Linked DNA regions of Hordeum vulgare: region 2 is linked to region 1. A link is a contact called in public Hi-C data. All regions are on one chromosome and are shown on one strand. The core of a region is the stretch at or near the end of the contact, and the rest is flanking DNA. Distances in the headings are between cores, read along the strand shown. Region 1 has its middle 110 kb from the start of LOC123452368. Region 2 holds the start of LOC123452368 (signal recognition particle subunit SRP68).

The links. A called contact is a pair of places that touch in the nucleus more often than the background predicts.
Region 2: a Hi-C map of leaf shows a contact between it and region 1, with 1.9 times the contacts expected there. The contact joins the promoter of LOC123452368 here to the enhancer-like site in region 1. A contact is called at or near these places in 2 of 6 Hi-C or Micro-C datasets (leaf and seedling).

What each region holds. Positions count from the first base shown.
Region 1 is chr5H:286,787,635-286,791,674 of MorexV3_pseudomolecules_assembly, forward strand. No RefSeq gene overlaps it. Among protein-coding and RNA genes, the nearest start is that of LOC123452368, 110 kb to the right of the region's middle. Within about 2 kb of position 1,872, at least 2 of the 3 cell types and tissues checked have open chromatin away from gene starts, as enhancers often do. A contact at or near this core is called in leaf, where this site is marked.
Region 2 is chr5H:286,897,889-286,901,928 of MorexV3_pseudomolecules_assembly, forward strand. LOC123452368 (signal recognition particle subunit SRP68) reads right to left here and starts at 2,282. Exons shown (of 13, transcript XM_045129020.1): 1 at 2,042-2,282; 2 at 1,889-1,955; 3 at 1,332-1,442; 4 at 673-862; 5 at 442-527; 6 at 77-269. The coding sequence starts at 2,147.

The DNA of each region.
Region 1 (4,040 bases), core at 622-3,121:
ACGTCGACCATGTCCATCGCCCCGTACGGCGCCGGAGGGAGCACGGTGTCGCTCCCCGTCTCGATGCTCACCGGTGACAACTACACCGTGTGGGCGATCAAGGTGGAGGCGAACCTCGACGCGCAAGGGCTGTGGGAAGCGGTGGTTCCGGCGGAGGACTCGGCGACGGCGGTCATCGCGAAGAAGGACAAGCCGGCGAGGGCATACCTCCTCGAAGCGCTCTCCAAAGACATCTTGCTGCAGGTGTCGTTGAAGAAGACGGCGGCGGAGCTGTGGGCGAGCCTGAAGACGCGGTTCGTCGGTGCGGACCGGGTGAGGGCGGCGCGGCTCTCCACTCTCCGCGGTGAGTTCGATCGCCTACGCATGGAGGACGGTGACGAGCTGGACGCGTATGCCGGGAGGATCAGCAGCATGGCAGCAAGGTATGCGGCCCTCGGAGCGACGCTCGATGACGTGGCAATGGTGAAGAAAGTGCTCGACACCGCGCCGGACCGGCTGTACGCAGCGGTGGCCGGAATTGAGCAGTTCTGCGACGTCGACAAGATGCCGTTCGAGGAGGCGCTCGACCGGCTGAAGGCGTTCGAGGAGCGGACGAGGCGGCGCACTCAAGACAACGGTGGACGTGGCGGCGACCAGCTCCTACTCATGGCGGCTCAATGGGCGGCAAGGCAACGTCAGCACGGCGGCGGCTTAGACCACGATGATGACGGCGTGGGCAGCACGACGTCGGGCGGCCTAGGAAAGCGGCGAGGAAGCCGCGGGCGCTGCTACAACTGCGGCCAGCGTGGACACTTCCGACGGGAGTGCCCGAAGCCGCGTCAGGCGGAGGCGGCGGAGCACACGCTTGTCGCGGCGGTCGACGACGACGTCGGGCCGGCGCTCCTCTAGGTCACGACTTAGGTCACGGCTTAGGGGGTGATTGTTGGAAATAAGTCATGACAGAGCACGGTGCGACCGGCATCGATACGCCAGGTCGGGTCCGTGGCGGTGCGACCGACGTCGGTGTGTTGGGTCGGATCCGTAGGCTGGGTCACGGCAACACGGCGTACGTGTATGTGCATGTATGTGTGGCGTGTGTGTGCTTGTGGAATCGTGGAGCTGGCCAGGTCGTGCTCGTGGTGGTAGGAGTAGGCCGTTAGCAGCGGGCATGGAGCTAGCCAGGTCATGCTCGTTGTGCGCGTCGCGGGCACTGCTGGACGGATCGCCGCATGCAGATCATGCACGAGAAGCATGGCTGTTACGTCTTTGTAGTCGAAACGCCTGTACGTGCGGTCGGGGCGTTCGTCGCCGAGCTGAGAGTGAGAGAACTGCTGCAACAACCACCCTCCCGTCCCGGTCTGATGTCACACCGCTGTGTGCCCCCTCCTCCTCCGACGAGCTTCCCCGGAGCCGTTGTGCCCCCGGTGCTCGCTCTCCCCGCCGCGGTCGCTCACCTGAGCCGCCTTGTGCCCCCCCGGCCCTGTCTGGCTATGCCCCCGCCCGACGTGCCGCCGTTCCACGTCGCTTGCGTCGCCCCAGGCCTCGCCTGCCGCTACCCTCCAGCCTACGGCTGCCGTGCCCCGCTTGTTGCTCCTGCTGCTCCTGCGCACCGCCGCGTGCTGCCTCTCGCGTCGCCCCCTACCGCGTTACCCTGCTCCTCCCGCCGATGCATGTTGATGCGCCGCCGCCCCTGTTGCTAGTACTACTGTCGCTGCCGCCTGCACCGCCTCCACCCGTTGTGGCACGTGCCACTGTCGTTGCGCACTCACGCGCCTCCTCTTGGCCGCTGTCGTGCTCGCCCCTCGAGCCATGGCTGCCGGTTCCCCTACGTGCCGTGCGTGCCCAACCAGCCACTAGTGTGGCACAACTTGTACCACTGCCGCTAGGGTGAGCCCTTGATTAGATTAGGTGCTAACCCCCATTAGGCTGAGCCCCCATGCTAACTAGTCTATTACATGTGGGGCCCTAGTGCTAACTAAACATTTAATTAAAATCGGTGACAATGACATGTGGGTCCCCCACACTATTGACCAGTCAAACTATGACTTGTTAAACATTCGACAAACCCCTCGTGGACCCACATGTAAGCCTGTGTGCAAGATACACACTTGGGTAAACATAGCATTTTCTGATTTAATTCGAATTAATATATAAATCCAGAATATTGTTAAAACTTTAGAAACCCATATAAAATAATCCATAACTCCGATAAAATTAATTTATACATGATACGCTATTCGTTCATCTGTCACGTGCTCCTAGCATTATGAACATGCACATTTGGCATTAGGATCATCTGTCAAGTAGAAGCTTGAGACCCGGAAAATATCGCCAAATATTATGCCGCTCCATTTGTAACGTGTAGTACCGTGTTAGCTCATCCCTAGCACTGCGTATTGCTATGCCATGCATCATGTTACGTATGCCTGCTTTTATTTATTATTTCTTCCCCTGTTCTCTCCGGTAGACGCCGAAGCTGACGCAGCTCCCGGGTACGACTACGCCACTGATGATCAGCCTTTTTCAGCAGAGCAACAAGGCAACCAACCCCATCGATAGTTCCTATATCGCCCATTCTTTCTCCCCCATGCTTGCATTAGATTTTGCTACTGTTGTAGATAGCACCTATTGTGATGCATAACATGTTTTTGATAAACTGTTGTTATACTCTATTGTACTTTAAATGCTTAGTATAGTGGAGCAGTGATCCCCATTGACACCCCCCTTAAACCCACTTGCCCCCGCTTTATCATCAACTCTCGATCAACTGATCGATGAGCCAAGACCCGTCACATCACTTCACACACACCCTTGTTGTACGACGCTGCAGAGCTACTATCGAGTACCGAGGGTGACACTTCGATACGTACTCGTGATGTTAGCTCTGTAGTGTAGTTAACTGGCGGTGGTTCACGGAGGGTGATTCCTCCTACACCACTTTCGATAACGGCTCTATCGTACACTCATCAAGCGTCGACCATCGAAGGTGATTCCGCCTAGTCTCCTTGATGGATACATCGTTCGGAATCCATCGAGGGTGATACCTCGGATCCCTCTGATGTTGCGACCACACAGCTACTTGACCTTACTACTGGGTGCATGATGAGGTGTGTTGCAGCTGGATTCTCGCATGGATGTGATGAGGCGTGGTCGGGCATTCTTAGCCCTTGCCACACATCCTCGAGACGGAGCGACGAGACCACATATCATGGATTGTTGATCGTCGCTACAATGTTAAATAAAATGCTAATGGGATTTGGGTATTTGATCTAAGTTGGTTGTAGACCTTTTCGCACTAACCTTCATGTGGGAGAATTTATAGGTGCTCGATGTCGTAGTATCAGCCGAAGCTCTTTAGACATTAGCAATGGAGCGGCGCGTGCCCGAGTGTTCCGCGTAAGCATTGTTCTTAGGATTTAGGATTTAGTAGCCCGCCGGACTAACCTCAGCCGCCCATGCATCATGCAGGGGTGCAAAGGGTGATGGGGCCATGACCCCTGCGCGCTTAGGATTGAGACCGGCGGGCTAGCCTCTTTGTTGATCCTAGGTAGGGCTGCGACGTGTTGATGTTTGGAGGCCGGGCATGACCGAGGAAACTGTGTCCGGCCAGAGTTTATCAAGCGTGTTGGGTAATTCGGTGCGCCCGTGGAGGGATGAAAATTAACTATTTGAATAGTCGTGTCCACGGTTATAGGACTACTTGGAATTCTATCCAGATCTAATACAACTAGAACTCTTACTTAACTGGAATGTTTGGCTCCAAGATTGCTTTCTCGCAGGGAATCGAGGAAGAATTTCTCGGCGTGACTTAATTAAATTTGTTGCAACAATATGACTATATGAATGTGTTATTGCTCTACACTCTTCTAGTGTGCAAGACACTCAAGATCCTAGTTTTTGATAGTACTAGTCCCATCTCTCTATTCTCGCATTGCTGCAGTCACTCCGGATATAACACCCATTTCTTTGATACTGAAGCATACTTAGCATAGTTCTGATGTCAGTCTTGCGAGTACTTTGGATGAGTAATCACTATTGCTTTGCTCCCCCTTTTCCCCTTG
Region 2 (4,040 bases), core at 1,032-3,531, 110 kb after region 1:
AGGGCTAACTTGACACCCCTCGAATAGTTTTAGGACCTCTTATGCTTTCCACTTTAGTTTTAAGAAAAGAAAATACCTCAATCTTAGCTTTAAAAAGGTCATAAGCAGGCCCCTCCTTTTCCATATCTAGGAGCTCATGTTCTTGCAGAGCAGATCCACCAAGTTTGCGTGAACAGAATCCAATCATAGGCTCCACTTCCTCAATGCGTTGACGGCATAAAAGTTGATTTTCTATACTGCCATACTTTCCAAGCTCCTCATATACAGTCCTGTAAAAATAATGCATTTCAATCACCAAGTTCTAAAATACTCATAAGGGGACCAAGTATCATGATAGATCCGAGCATCAAGGCACGACAATAAGGGGGTGATCCACATAAGGAATAATACCACACAGCATAGAGACAAAACTTCAATTAATCGAGCATCATTTCGACAAACCTGGTATTCTTGAAATTCAACATTGCTGCCTCTATGTTCTTCTCTTGCTCAAAAAGCAAAGTTCCTTTCATATATGAAGCATATGCCTACAAAAGATAATTAATTTAGGTGGTTCAAAAAATACTTTTCTTATAGGACAACTATATCAGGTCAACATAGTGAGGTTTCTGTTTTGTACTTAAAAAGGATTGTCAACTGAGCACTAAATCAAACAAGAGATAAGAAACACACCTCGGCTTCCAAAGATGTCCTGGAATCTCCTTTTATAGAACATAACTGTGAGAAAAGTGCTGCCCATTTGACTGCCTTCCTAAATCGACCCAACATGTAGATACGCTGCGGTGCATTTGGACCAGCAGTTTTCTTTTCCATAGCATGACTCCATGCTCTCTCAGCCATATAAAATACCACATGTAGAAACCTACACTCATGTGTTCAAATTGCTTCAGGCGTAACCAAGTCTAACAGTTACATACAAAATTGTACTGGAAAATCGCTCACTAAATTGTTAAACCATTTGCTTAAGTTCCCCGATAGTTGTCGCATACTGATTACATGCACTACAAAAGTGTTCATCAACAACAAAAAATGCTAGGGTAAGGAATCAACGATATTGATAAATTACTAATGAATATCACAGGCATGTAGAACACAACTACCAAATGGTGGCTAAAATCTTCGTAACTGATAGTAATCATATGCTCAACAGTAAACAAAGGAAATCACATTGTTGGTTACTTGGTTTTAAATATTGACAATAATAGTTAACATGCCAAATCCAAACAGACCATCTAAATTGACAAAACTACCAAAGTACTGTACTAACCTAAGTGAAGTATGGACAAAGGCAGCAGGCATATGGTAGATTATCAGGAGAAAAAACAACACACCTCACATCAGTCACTGTTGACTCTGTTATATTCCTCCGGGTATATTTACCACGGCCATGCAAAAACTTCAGAGACTTGTAGAGCCTTCTCAGACGCGCAGTACAGTATCTCCTGCAAATAATCCTAAATCCTTCAGACAAAGAGCATACAAAAAATCACAGCAACACCATACTACTAAGTTATAAGCAAAAGAAAGGTATTTGGGTAAACAAGACATGCAACATCTGAGAGGACAAAACTTCCCCCTGATGTACCAGCAACAGAGAAAACGGAGCAAGCATAATGTGTAAAAAGATACTAACTTTCTTTAGACCAGATTACATGTATGAATTCTATTAGACTACAGAACAAGTTCGAAGCAGGGTTTCCATGGGAAATTTGGGGTATGGGGAACAATTGGATGAAAGCATTCCATCACAAGTCACATATCTACTAAGTTATACACGCGTGAAACCGCGAGGCGAGAATCACGGTAGCACGGCACAGTTGAGAAGACGAGCAGGCAGCAGATCTGGGTGGGCGTCAAGTGGGGTGGGATCGGGATTCGGGACGCGCACCTGTAACGCGTGTAGTCGCCGTGGCGAAGGCCGTGCTGCATCTGCGCCTCCCTCATGAGTTCCAACACTGCGCGGAGGAAGGGGGGCGGGATCAGGAGACGCGAGGGGGGAGATTGGGACTGTGGAGAGGGTAGGGAAAGGGGAGAAGCTCACCATTGATGGAGAACCTGACCGGATTCTTCTCCTCGGCCGCGGATGCGGAGTCAACATCCATATCCGACGGCGTCGGCGGCGGCGGCTGGTTGGCGAGCTTCGACATGGCGGCGGGTATGCCTCCGCCCGGCGAGCGAACCTGTCAGATGGTTGCGACGAAACGAGAAGCAGAGTTCGCGTGGCCTCTCTGGATGCGTAAATATTTGATAACTTTGCTCGTTTTGTGGGGAAAAAAAAACTTGTTTCCAAAACTTGTTTTTCTCTTCTCACTTGTTTTGCATCAAATCCTTTGTTGCAATGGTCGAACACTCTCCTATCTATATCTCCCCTAATAATGCGCGCAGCGCTTCTGTTGCACGTCGTCGGTCATTTTGCATAAAAGCCCTCGCGGTTTCAGGTAATTAACCCGCAGTCCAATTTTAAGTCAGAACGGACCGGTTTTTTTGTCATTTTGCAGAAAAGTCCTCACAATTTTAGATAATCAACCCGCGGTCATCTTTTAGTCACACCCGAACCGTTTTTTTTTCATTTTTCAAAAAATCCCTGATGTTTCAGGTAATCAACCCGTCGTCCTTATTTAAGTCAGCCAAAATGTTTTTTATTTTAACAAAAAAAACCTGACTTTTTAGTTAATCAATCCATATTTTATCTAAAACAAAATTATTCATATCTTTTAAACCGTAACTCCGATTTTAACATGTTATATATGAAATTTGATTGAAAAAATGTGTAGAATCTAAATAGGATGTTATTTTTAACTGTTGAATACTTCTTAAATATTATTTTTGGTGCAAACTTAATCTGTAGTGCACGGTCCTTTTTTTCCTCTCTTTCCGGCGACCATACGAATTACAATAAATATCCATTAAATTAAAATCAAATTGACAGGAAAGAAAACATCGTTAATCACACATGCACACCTTTGAAAAATCTCGTGGGAAGAAACAACATATTTCTCATCTTATTCCGAGTGATTGTACATTTAAACACGTTTTCGTTGTGTGAGCACTCAGGCCATCGTCGACAACACAAATGTGATGCCATGTGAAAATATATTGTGTTCAAAGCGTGTGTTATTTTCTCTTTCGTTGCAACGCACGGTTTTTTTTGCTAGTACCTAATAATAAAGCGGCTATTGCTTCCGTCGAAAAACCCACCACGACATTTACAAAAAAGCCCCCGACGTTTCCTAAAATCTACCCGCAGTCCGGATTTAAGTCAAAGAACGAGTCGTTTTTTACATTTTACACAAACCACCCTATATTTAATCCAAACTAACCCGCAGTCCAGGGGCCTCTTTCTTCAATCTCCACCAACTCCCCTTGCCGAACCCCAGCTCGCCAAGCCAACCAGCAGCCATGCCGGCGGCGGTCACCTGCTCCGTCAAGTGCCGCCCCCACCACCGCCTCTCGACGCCGCAGCTCCCCGCCGCGCTCGAGCTCCTTCCCCGCGGCGCCCCGGCCTTCGCCGACGAGCTGCAGGCGACCCGGTGCCGGACCCCACCCTCCCTCTCCTTCGCGCGCGCCTCCGGCCAAGGGGGAGCCCTCCCGTGCCCCTGCCGAAGCCCGCCGTCCGCGAGACGGGCCCGCGCCGCCGTGGCGGGGCGCGAGGAAGCCGGCCCCGCCGCTCCCATGGCCGCGGCCGCCGTGCTCGCCGGCGCGCAGTCGCGGCACGCCATCTTCCGTGAGGAGCTCGTGAGGAGAGCCTACTACACGGCCGATCAGGCCCACCGCGGGCACTCGAGCCAGCCCGCGGCTACAGGTTCTGGTCTCCTCTGAAGTTCAGCTAGCACTGAATTGGAGAATAGCACACAACTACTTGAGGATGTCGATAAGAGTGGCTACTGAAGCAGCCCCCGCCGGCGCCACTAGGCTGCTTGCTGCTCGCGCTGTCTCCGCGCGCGCCATAGCTGCACAGCCCGCCGTCCTTCTCGGGACGCTGAGAATATCCGTGGCATGCGACGTCTAGACTCTAGACGATCTGCGACACTCTGCGTCAA